2 separate regions of the Arachis hypogaea genome follow, and region 1 is linked to region 2. The links are chromatin contacts, called in public Hi-C maps. All regions are on one chromosome and are shown on one strand. Each heading gives the region's core, a stretch centred on a gene start, on an enhancer-like site or on the middle of the called end of the contact. The rest is flanking DNA. Distances are from core to core; before and after follow the strand shown.

The links. Hi-C and Micro-C count contacts between places; a contact is called where the count stands out from the background.
Region 1: a contact with region 2 is called in a Hi-C map of leaf, with 4 times the contacts expected there. The contact joins the promoter of LOC112721114 here to the promoter of LOC112720511 in region 2. A contact is called at or near these places in 3 of 8 Hi-C or Micro-C datasets (all in leaf).

The regions. Positions count from the first base shown.
Region 1 is chr11:20,585,915-20,592,207 of arahy.Tifrunner.gnm2.J5K5, reverse strand. It overlaps LOC112721114, which reads right to left and starts at 2,235. Exons shown (of 2, transcript XM_025772185.1): 1 at 1,900-2,235; 2 at 550-1,725. The coding sequence starts at 2,235. The coding sequence ends at 550.
Region 2 is chr11:20,257,842-20,263,720 of arahy.Tifrunner.gnm2.J5K5, reverse strand. It overlaps LOC112720511 (floral homeotic protein APETALA 2), which reads left to right and starts at 4,167. Exons shown (of 10, transcript XM_025771476.3): 1 at 4,167-5,879. The coding sequence starts at 5,799.

The DNA of each region.
Region 1 (6,293 bases), core at 986-3,485, 330 kb before region 2:
GACCATATCATCAACATAAACTTCGATGTTTCTGCCGATTTGTTTGGCGAAAACTTTATCCATAAGACGTTGGTAAGTTGCCCCTGCATTCTTTAATCCAAAAGGCATAACCTTATAACAGTAGTTTCCGAAGTCAGTAATAAAAGCTGTTTTACATTGATCGGAGGGGTGCATAAGTATTTGGTTGTACCCTGAATATGCATCCATGAAACTTAAGGTAGCGTAACCGGAGGCGTTATCTACCAAAGAGTCTATGGATGGTAAAGGATACGAATCTTTTGGACATGCTTTATTTAAATCAGTAAAATCGACGCATATGCGCCACTTACCGTTTTGTTTCCTTACCATAACCACATTGGCGAGCCAGGTGGTAAATCTGATCTCTTTGATGAACTCGGCACTAATCAGTTTTTGTGTTTCCTCCAACGACGCTTTTTGTTTTTCTTCGCCAAGCTTTCGTTTCTTTTGTTGCACAGGTCTCGCAGACGAGTTTATAGCTAGTTTATGGCTGATGATTTGTGGGTCTATGCCAGGCATATCTGAAGGTTTTCATGCAAAAAGGTCGGCTTGATCTTGTAAGAAGGTGGTGATGGTGTTTAGCTCCTCCTTGCTTATTGAGTTACCTACAAAAGTGAACTTGTTAGGGTCATTGTTGAAATATACCTTCTGTAAGTCGTCGGACGAAGTTGGCCTTTCCCGGAAGTCGGCTCTTGGGTCTAAGTCGGCTAATGCCGAGCTAGTGTGTGTGAGATCGACATTGTTAACTTGTTGTTTTGAATTATTGTGGAATTTCATGTCGATGTTGTAACAGTGCCGAGCTTCCTTATGATCTCCATGAATTGTGACAACATGATCGTCCTGTAAAGGGAACTTAACACACAGGTGAACTGTAGAAACAATGGCGCCGAACTTGTTTAAGAAAGGTCGGCCAAGGATAATATTATATGGACTAAAGCAATCTACAACTAAATATTGTATATCACAAGTTTTTGAAAGAGGATGCTCACCCAGTGTGGTTTGTAACCACACTGATCCTATTATTGGGACGCGTTCGCCGGAGAAACCGACCAGATCTCCCCCTGTTGACTGGAGGATGTTGTTACTGAGCTTCATTTTTTGAAATGTTGAGTAGAATAAGACGTCGGCACTACTTCCAGGATCTAGCAGTACTTTTTTGACCAGTAGGTCTCCCAACTGAAGAGTTATAACTACGGGGTCATCCAAGTTCTGTATACTAGAGTTGTAGTCTGCTTGTGTGAATGTGAGTTGCGGCAGTTGTGTTGGATTTTCTGTTTCACTTTGTGGGCCTTCTAACGAGCATATTGATCGGAATGACCTTTTTCTTGCCGAGTTTGAGGAGCCTCCACTCGCGTATCCTCCTGAAATATAGTTGATGATTCCTCGTGGCTTTTCGTAATTGTTCGCTGATACCTTCTCTTTTCCTCGGTATTGTTGTTCAGATGAGTCTTCGTTCCTGGAAGGTGTGGAACGTTTTTGGATGTGACTTCCGATGTACTTATCGAGGTGGTCTTGCCGAGCTAAGCGTTCCAAGAGGTCCTTTGCTATTACACAGTCATCAGTGGTATGGCTGTGCTTCTGGTGGAAGGCACAATATTTGGATTTGTCTGCGTTCTTAGTGTCTTGATAGGTGCCGGCCTTTCTTGGTGGTTTGATGAGTTTTGAATGTAGAATCTCTTTGATGATATCCTCTCGCTTAGTGTTAAACTGCGTATAAGAATCAAAATGAGGGGTTAGTTAACCTTTCTTACTAGTTGGAGTTTTATCGTCGTCTCTGTAGGTTGTTCTATCAGACTTCCGAGCTTGTCGGAGCTCCTCGATATCGATTTGTCCTTTTGCTTTTTCCCGGAATTCGGCCAGAGATTTCGGCTTTTCTATCACAATGGTTTCTTGGAACTTTCCAGGTCGGAGGCCGCTTTTGATTGCGTGCAAATGGACTTCTGGATGGAGATCAGGTATACTGATGGCGATTTTGGTGAAGCGAGTCATATAGTCTTTCAGGCTTTCATTCTGCCCTTGCTTGATAGTGTTCAGATAGTCAGAGTCATGCAGATATATTGCGGATCCGGTGAAGTGCTCTTCAAACAGCTTGGTCAGTTGTTGAAATCGCGAAACAGAACCTGCAGGCAAAGCACACAACCAATCAAGTGCAGGGCCGTCTAAATAATTTGGAAAACAACGGCATAAAACAGTGTCGGATGCACCGTTGACGATCATTATTGATCAGAACTTCTTGAGAAATTTCTTCGGGTCTCCGAGGCCATCATAAGGTGTGAGGGTTAGTGGCAGAGTGAATCTCTTTGGCAACTCGAAGTTCATCACTTCCTCGGTGAAGGGTCCTACAAGGTCATCAGGTCCTTCTTTTGCATCTTCGGGATGAATTACATCAGCTCGGATAGTCTCCGAGACATGAGAGGGTGAATGATGCTCATCATCCTCTGGCTGCTGGTGATGAGCGTCGTTGTGTTCTGTCCGGACATGATTCAGTTCGGTGATTTGAGCGGCCATTATTTGGTTTTCGTCAGCTATCCGTTGATTGGCTTGTTGTAGCTCGACTACCATCCGCATAAGTTCGGATAATGAAGGAGGTGGTATGTCAGCCATGAGTACAAACAAAGACAATGGGACCAAAAAGAGAATTTTATATCTTCGGCCCCACGGTGGGCATCAATTGATCTTGCTTGCGAAATAAGAGTGTCAACCGAGTTATGTCCTCAGAGGCTGAACGCCCAATCTCTCGAGTCCGAGCTTTTCCTTTGTCTTGAGATGCGAAAGTATGAGCAATGAAGAGGAGGGGGAGTGTACCTGCAAAGGCACTCCGAAACTTAAGTTAGTATGATATCTCGTTTTTTAATGAGTCTAAAAGAATACTTTACCTCACTTTATATCCTCGGCTATTTGTCCGTTATGCTCTTTAATATTAAGGTCGGTTATAAAAGAGCGGACAACGTCTATTCATTCGTCTGCTGTTACATCATCGGTTACGATGGAAGCACTTTTGGCCGAGTTATGGCTCATGAATGGACGAGCTTATAACGGATTGTGCCGAGTTATAGTCATAAAGCGGCGAGTTCATAACGGATTTCACCGAGTTATATCTCATTTATTATGACCATATCAAGATCTTTTCAGATCTTGAAGAAAAATTCGATGAAGAAATGGTTTCGTTTACAGGAAAACTTTCAGATTCAAAAAATATTTAGATTTATATGGAGAAGAAGAAGATATATCTTATTGGCTTGCATCACATATGTGTAGATTTAAAAACAAAAGAGATTATGTTTGATCTCTGTTTCTTCTTCTTAAGATTTTTAGGAATCGAATGTTGGGCTTGCTATTAGATTTTAGTTCAATACATAGGATATCTGTCTTCTTGTTATCTATGTAGAATTGATATTTAAAATTTATAAGTGCCGTTTGGCTTTTCTATAATTGAAAAACATTTCTTTCTGTAAAAAAAAACACTCTTTCTTTTTTTAATCTCCACCCCATATCTTTACCCTTACCCTTACTTTATCCTTGTTTAGATACTTTAATTCACTCATATCATATCCTCCTTACCTTCACCATTCACCTTCATTTTCATCTTCTTCTTCTTCTCTCCTCTTCCGCACACCTACACTTATTCTTCCTCACCTTCCAATGCCTCCTCTCACCATTCACCTCACTTTTCCTCTACTTTCACCTTCTTCGTCTTTTCTCCTCTAAGTGTTCTGTCCTCCCCCACTCTCACTCACTTCTACTTTGAACTCGATGATGGCTACTACTACTAGATTTACCTCACTATTACGCCTCCTCTCTTTGCCGCTACCTTTGCCTATGTCTTTGTCGCTTTCTTGCTTCTTCTTGCTTATTTTTCTATCTCGCCTCTTTTCACCATCTTCTCTCGCACAAATTTTGTTTGAATAATTTTTAAATTAAAAATTTTAAGTATTGTTATTGTTGATGTAGGTGGTGGCAACTGTGTGGTTTGAGAGAGACAGTGGTTGTGGTTGTTGAAAATAGTGATAGTGGTGAAGAATGATGGCAGTAAATATTTTTTTGAATTTTGGTAGGTAGACAATGACTTTTGTAAACAATGTGAACAATATGCTCTAGAATTGACCTAATAAAATAAAAAAGTATCTCACCCCAAATTACTTTCTAAACCTTAGGATAATCATCTCCAATTAAAAATAATGAACATAATCATCTGCATACCTATTGAATTGAACATCTGACATATCTTATTCACATTGTTTAGTATTCTCATTGTCTACCTATACTTTTCTATTTTTTTATGAATAGTGGTAAGAAGAGACAAATGATATTAACAAGTGATACGAATAAAATTAAAAAAATACACATTTTTTATGGAGAGAGAGAGAGGCATTTTCAAATTATGAGGTTTTCGATGGTTTCACTTTAATTAATAAATATTATTTAGTTACTTTTTAATTGAGTCACTTTTCTATTTTTCAGGTAATACTTTTGTTCATACCCTGACCCAATACTAAAGGCCCAGATCCAAACGAGAGGCCTAATCTAAAGGATTGACCCTCCCTCTACGCCGACCTTCCCTCAAGAAATCGGTTCTTACCATGACCTGCTCTAAGGAAGTCGGGAGTACGGATTAACTGGCAGATAACACCTATTCGAATAGGTAACTACCCCTAGAATCTCTCAACCCACTTCCAGGAGTTATATCCCAACTTCCCTAAGATCAAGGGACGGTTATTCCCCTTAAAAGGTGGAACTACTCCAACGGTGATTATTCGCTCACCACTATAAATACACTGACACCCCTCAGGTATTGCTAAGTCCCAGTACTCTCTAGACCTGCTTACACCCTTGCTAACTTAGGCATCGGAGTGTCTTTGCAGGTACCACTCCCCATTCTCTCACATTCACAAGTCGGATGGAGGCCCCGAAGACACGGACCCGCTCGGAGGCTTCCTTCCTCAGACGATTGGGCCAACCCAGCGAGTCTAGCCCATTAATCTCCGGTTACCCATCGTAACAACTTTATTAATCAGATTTAATTTAACTCTTATCAACTAAAATTTTTCCAACTTTTTCTCCAAGAATAAATTAGTTACTCTTAATGTACTCGCCATAGTTAATTTGCTATAATTTTTTCTTTTTTTTTCCAGCTACTTTTTCTTGCATTATATTTTTTTCTTCTTACAATAAAGTGAAATCAAAATTCGTGCACATTTTTATTTATTATTATTATTATTGTCGTTGTCGTCGTCGTCGTCGTTATCGCTGTGCTCTTACTATGTTATCATTGTCATCACTTTTCATGTTAAAATTAAACAAGTACATTTTTTTTCTTTGATAGTTGCATATCTTCAAAAATTAATTTAAAAATAGAGTAAAAAAATAGTGTTATCTAAGTATATTGACGCATGATGTGTTATCCACATATGTAGATCTACATATTCAATGACATGCAAAATACAAGCCACGTTTTGAATAAAAAAAAAAAAGAGAAACGCTGCTGCAAAACACAAGCTGCATTTGGCATGGAGGGGAAAGTAGCTGCCGAAACGTGTCTCATATCTCTTGCATGCAGACAAGACCGGCATTTGACCACCTTGAAACTGCCCAAACGCGACCAACGTTTGGTAGGTGGACAAAAGCAAATCGAAACTTATGATTAACAGGGAGACACATTGCATGTCCAACACGTGTTTAGGAGAAATTTGAAGGAGACTTTATATAACGCAAAACGCAAGTTCGGGGGGGGGGGGAGAAAGTATGATTGTTTCATTTTGGTGAGGGTTTTAGCATTTGGCTATTAAGAGAGGGAGGTTTCAGAGTTTGGTTGCAAGGGAGGAGGGAAGAAGAATAGCAAGAAGAAGAGGGAGTAAAATTGAGAGAAAAAAATTAGAAAAAAAATGATTCGTGATTTTATACTATTTCAAGAATATATAATTGAATATATGGATCATCTTCAATAAATAAGTATTTTTTTTATATTATTATGATGAATAAATTTATTTATTTATATTTTAACTGTTAGTTTTATTATTATTATTATTATTATTATTATTATTATTTTCGTTAAAGATGAATACTTATTATTATCATCAGTATATTATTAATTTTTTATAATACTGTTTATTATAACAATTATAATTTATTATCATTAATATATTAATAAAAATATTTTAAGAATATATTGTTAATCAGAAGAGTATAACAATAATGACATATTATTATTATATCATTATTTTATTCGTATTATTATTTTTTAATATATTATTAAGTATTATTATTAATATATAAAT
Region 2 (5,879 bases), core at 2,918-5,417:
ATGACAAAACTTTCGCAAGAAATGGAGTGACTTGTAGCTGAAGAAGTGTATGTGGTCATGTGCTAAGGCCACAACGACACAGGACTTCAATGCTGCAATGGATAGGCTAAAAAAGATTAACGTAGGGGCTTGGGAATACTTGGACAAGATTAGTCCGAAACAGTGGAGCAGAGCACATTTTAGTGAGTACCCTAAGATGGACAACTACACCAATAATAACTGCGAGGTGTTTAATGCGAAGATCAAGAAGATGAGGGGGAAACCTATTATAACCATGTTGGAAGAAGTGAGGTGCTACGTCATGCGGATCATGGCAAGGAACAAAAAGGCTTTGGTTGGGTACAGTGGGAGGTTACCCCTAACCCAACAGAGCAGATTAGAAAGAGAGAAAAGAGAGAGCAACAAATGGAGACCTCTTCCAACTGGAGAGATGACACGGGAAATGTTTATGAAGTCCATTGTCTTCCCATGAAGGCCAATGTGGACTTGGGCAAAGGTACATGTAGTTGTAGACTCTAGCAATTGACTGGGCTACCTTGTAGACATGCATGTGCTGTTTTAGCCAGAATAGAAGACCCGAAGAATATGCACATAACTGGCTCACAATGGGTGCTTATAATGCTGCATATCAGACTTCAATGCACCCAGTTCCAAGCCAAGAGTTCTGGAAACACCTTGACACCCTACCAATTCTGCCACCTCAGTACAAAAAGCTAATCGGAAGACCTTCAATGAAAAGAGACAAAAGAAATGATGCCCCTAAGGATAAGAGTGATCCTCACAGAACTAAGAGGAGGATTGCCACCATCGTATGCAAATACTGCCTCCAGGTGTGTTAAGTGTATTATACTTCGATGTTTAACTTCATGTGTACCTATTTAACTCCATGTGTACCAATTTAAGTAGTTCCTATTTTACGTAGGTTGGTCATAACAAGCGAAGCTATAAGAAGAGAAAGGAAGCAATGGGTGAAGGGAGTGCTGCACCCCAAGTCCCTGCAAGTGATGAGGATGAAGATATGCTGGTTGAAATGTACTATGAGGAGACATTAGAAGCTGCCGAGGCTGAAGCAGCAACAACTGAGGTGGGAAACGGATCCACAGCAGCCCAGACTTCACAGGTTAGTTCGTTACTTGATTCATTTCCTTAATTACATTTGTTTAACGACTCATACTATTACACTGGTTGTTCATTGGAATCCAGCCTCCACCTTTGATGCCACAACCAGCAGCCACACAACCCCAGACTACAACAACCACTAGAGCAGCCAAGAAACATCATAAAAGGAGAAGCGTCAAGCGACCCCCCCTCCGTCTGCACATACCCCACAAGCATTAGCACCATCTCCGAAGAATCCAACTACAACCCCTTCCACACACAACTCTCAAACAAACCCAAATCTACTGCAGGGTACTAGTGCAGGGACAACCACAAGGTTCGTGCAGTTCATGCCGACAATGGATGTGGACGGTATTTCTAGACCAAGAGGCACAGCCATTAGAGGCAGGGGTGAAGGAAGAGGTCGAGGCAAGAGAGGTACATCAAGCGGAACCAGAAATGGAATCTCGAGCCGGAGCAGTAACTCAACACCAATGTCATAGACGGTGTTTTGAATGTTTTTTTGCTATTTTGATGTAATTGCCATAACTGATATACTAATTTTAGGGCACTGGTTGGTTTATTTCACTATGTTGGACTAAGCAACATTGCTATTTTGGTTGTTTTGACTGTGAAATGCTACTTTTGCTGTAATCAACTATGTTTTTTGGTTTAATTCATGGTCAGTCCACTTGTTGAGTTAGCTTTCCTGGTTTTCAGCTTATGCTTCAAGTTGCACCTTTTATGTATAATTGTTACTCACTCTGTTTTGGAACAAGATTATCATTAATCGAACAGCACTTACTATGCCTAGTTTTATACTTCATTACCACAACCATTAGGTCTCTATGTCACAGATGGAGCTTAATTATGATTCTTTAAGTTGAAAATATAGTTGCATGTGCATATATATCCAAGTGACTAGCAATAAAATTTATCATATAGAACTTACAAAGCAACAACATCATCAAAGTGTCTATGTCAAAATCAGGAAATACATTCATTCTCTCATGATTTACAAAGACCCCAACTCTATACAAATTTTACATTTTCATAAAGAAATACAGCACAAAGAACAAAAATAAAATGCAACACCCAACGCTATCCATAAAAGTAACACTCTAATTCCCCTAATTTCACCCCTAATTTAAACTCTAAGTTTGTCCATCCTTCTCGCCAGGATTGATGATGCTTGCTGATTTTCCCCAGGTTCAGTGACAGTGAGCCCATCATCATACCTTGGATAAGAACTCCCTGACTATCTTTTGGCCAAACATCTTGCTATGCCCTCCCATCCTTCTTCGATTTCATCAACCCATACAAAGTATTTGCAGTCTCTTGTCTGCCAAAATAAAACAAATGCACCGATTGGTCAACTTAAATACAGAGAAAACTTTCTCACCTGAACTCTAACAGCGTCTGCCCATTACCGCCCATAGAGGACATCTGATGAACTATCGATTAGGGTTCGTAACGGTGCCAGACTCCATCAACGCAAACTCTCTTCCACAGAAGCATCTGCCGTCCAGCTTCTTCACCTTCTTCTTCTTCGAACTTGAAGAAGAACTACCACTACCATCACTTGGAGCAGGGGTAAATCTGCGGAAAGACATTGCGGGAGGTACGACCTAATTCTTTATCACCGTGGGTGCACCTCACACTCAATGAGATTCAACAAGCTTCGATTCTTTAGATCCTGGTTTGTATTGGGGAGGGGGAAGCTACCTAGGGTTTTGATTTCATGCGTTCATCCTATCCCTTTTGATAATCAACGTTCACATCCACGTCAGACATGGCTTTGGAGGGGTGGGAGTGCCACGTAGGTTTGGAAACCCACGAACCAAGCTCAGATCCAAGTCAGGGCACTTTTGTCACACGGACAGCATCTATCATGGGTATAAGATTAGTTTCGAGCTTTCATGGGTACAAATGTCAGCGTTTTTATTTCTCATAGGTACAAAATGGTCATTTATTCTAATTAGTAATTTTAAGACCAAAGAAGTATGTTTTCAATCATAGCACAAAATCAAGAAGGAAAATATAAACTCATGCAATTACATGAATAAGTGAGTAAAGAATTGATATAAACCACTCAATTGAGCATAAGATAAACCATAAAATAGTGGTTTATCAGCGAACTCCTCCAACTTTACACTCTAGTAGTGCGAACTCCTTCGCAAATGTCGCCTCGCAAAATTTGTCATGAAATAAACAGGTAGGTTCAGATCATAGGCAAGTGTCTTAGGGCAGAGCGTCACAGAGTACAGAGGAGACGAGAGATTTTGGAGTAAAACATGAAGAGGGTTGTTATGAGAGAAAGTGATGTGGAGAAACGTTTGAATATCCCATTCTGGACCTCAAACAGTATCGTTTGATGGTTTTGGGGGAGGGGATTGAAGCCATATCGTTTTAGGGTGTGCCATGCTGTAAGTTAACATTTTAACTCAACGAACATTAGCCACCTCATCAACTGAGATGACGGAACGATAAACTCCACCAACGCAGATATTTTTTGGAGACTCTTTTGATTAATTTTAGCTCTTGGAGACTAAAATGAAGATCTAATAACTTTTAAAGACGATTTTGACCGATAATTCATTTTTAAATTGTGCTCTTAAAATACAAATTAGTTAAATCTTAAAAAAAGAGAGTAGTTTTGGGAAACACGCGCAGGGTGGTGAGAGTGAGGTAATGAGAAAGGGTCATAAATACGAGGTACAGCGTAGGAAGGCCATTGGTCGCTTGGAGAACGAAAGAGGCAAAGGTGGCCCTCTTCCCGTACTCTTGGATTGGACTTTTCTGGAAAGAGTTTCCTTTTACTACTATTATTCCCATTTCCTTTTCTGATGCCAAAACCTACCCCAAACTCTTAACACATTTCCATTTCCCTTTCCCATTTTCCACTGTGCTCTCTATCTAGTACACTCACAATTACAAATCATTCATCTGTATTCCCCAAAATACCCTCCTCCGCCACCCCAAATTACTTTCCCACTTGGGTACGCCCACAGGGTAAAACTTAGTCATGATCCTAAAAAGATAAAAATGCTTGGAGGCGTGGATGCGACGAGAGTTGAGGACCTTTGTGATTACTTGCGTTTAAGTTATTTATTATTTATTGCATAGAAATCATTAACGATTGATTACAAGCTAACAAAAGCTAGTTTTGGGTAATTATCTATCTTTGGCACTGCTTGCGCTGTCTATTTCCATTACTGGGTAATTTGCTTTGGAGAGAGAGAGAGAGAGAGACGCACTCCCCCTCAGATGCTTTTCGATTTGGTTAACGTGGGAAAGTTGTTTAAGAAAGAGATGGTTCTTTCTTTCCCAATTTCCGCCACTCATTTAATTCTCTCTCAATCTCGGTAACAAGGTAAACACAACTTAAATAAATACATAAGAATATAGATTTTAGTTATGACTGAATCATTGGCATCTCCCTCTTGGCTTTAATAATTTGGTTTAACTCCACTAGAGTTTTATGAAAAAAATTAAGGAGTTTATTCGGGTAGAAATTTTGTTGTTCATAAAACTTGAATTCAAAATAGTAAATTAAAATATCAAAATACTTATTTTTACAATTTAATAATATAAGTAATTTTTTATCCATAATTTTGTCTGATTAATTTAAGGATGTTTTGTTTAACTTTTTTTCAGTTACACTTTATTCAATAATTATTGTGAATCTAACATATGCACTTCACATTTAAGATGAGAATATATAAAATTAATATTTTTTTTATTACAAATACAAAGTTAACTCAGCTTTAAAATTATTTGTGGGACAACAAAATAATTCCAGTCTTAACTGTATCTATGTTTCTTATTTTAAAAATAAAATCTAAATAAAGATTATTATTAGTCACACTAATATACTTTAAAAAAAGTTTAATTTTAATATATTAATATTGTATTATTTTTATAAATAATTATTCAAAACTGTATAATACTAAAATACATAAATAAAAATTAAATTAAGGAAAAAGGACATTGAATTGAAGAGAGTGAAATTATGTGTGTATTGAAAAGAGAAGGAAGTGGTTAGAGAGAGGAGAGAGGAGTGAGGAGTGAGAAGAAAGGCATCGTGTGTATGTAAGAGTGTTAAGGGAGAAGGGTGAGATGCTTTCGGCTAAGCTTGCTCAAACTGGCCTCGTCTATGCTGTATTGGGCACTTGTGGAATACAAACATCATTCAACATCTCTTTTACTACATTTTTGCAACACCTACCCCTCCTCTCTCTCTCTCTCTCTAACTCGTCCTAGGTTTTGATTTTCTTCTGTGAATTTTTCCTACTACACACTCAACCTTTCCGTCCACAACCTCCTCCTCCTTTTTTCTTCTTCTCACATACTCTCTATCTCTCTCTGTATATATATTATTTTATTCCAATCAAGAGAGAAAAAGCACAATACGCACCCCGAGACACACTCACACAGAGTTTAACCTTCCTCTGCAGCACTGCAGGCCAACCCAAATTAACTTTTTATTTTCAAAAAAAAAATATTAACCAAGAGAGAGAGAGAGAGAGCGTTTATTTTTTTAATTATTATTCCTGATGTGAGAGTGGGAAATAATAATAAAAAAAATCTGTGTTACTTACTGGTTTCTCTTCTCTTTCTCTTCTCTTTTCAATAAGGCCTGTAACTATAACTGTAACTGCAGCTGAAGGGGAGAGAAAGAGATCAGAGAGAAAAAAAGAATGTGGGATCTCAATGACTCACCCGATCGGAGGAGAAAGGTTGAGGAATCCGAAGAAGGTTGCTCTTCTCTCAAGAACTCC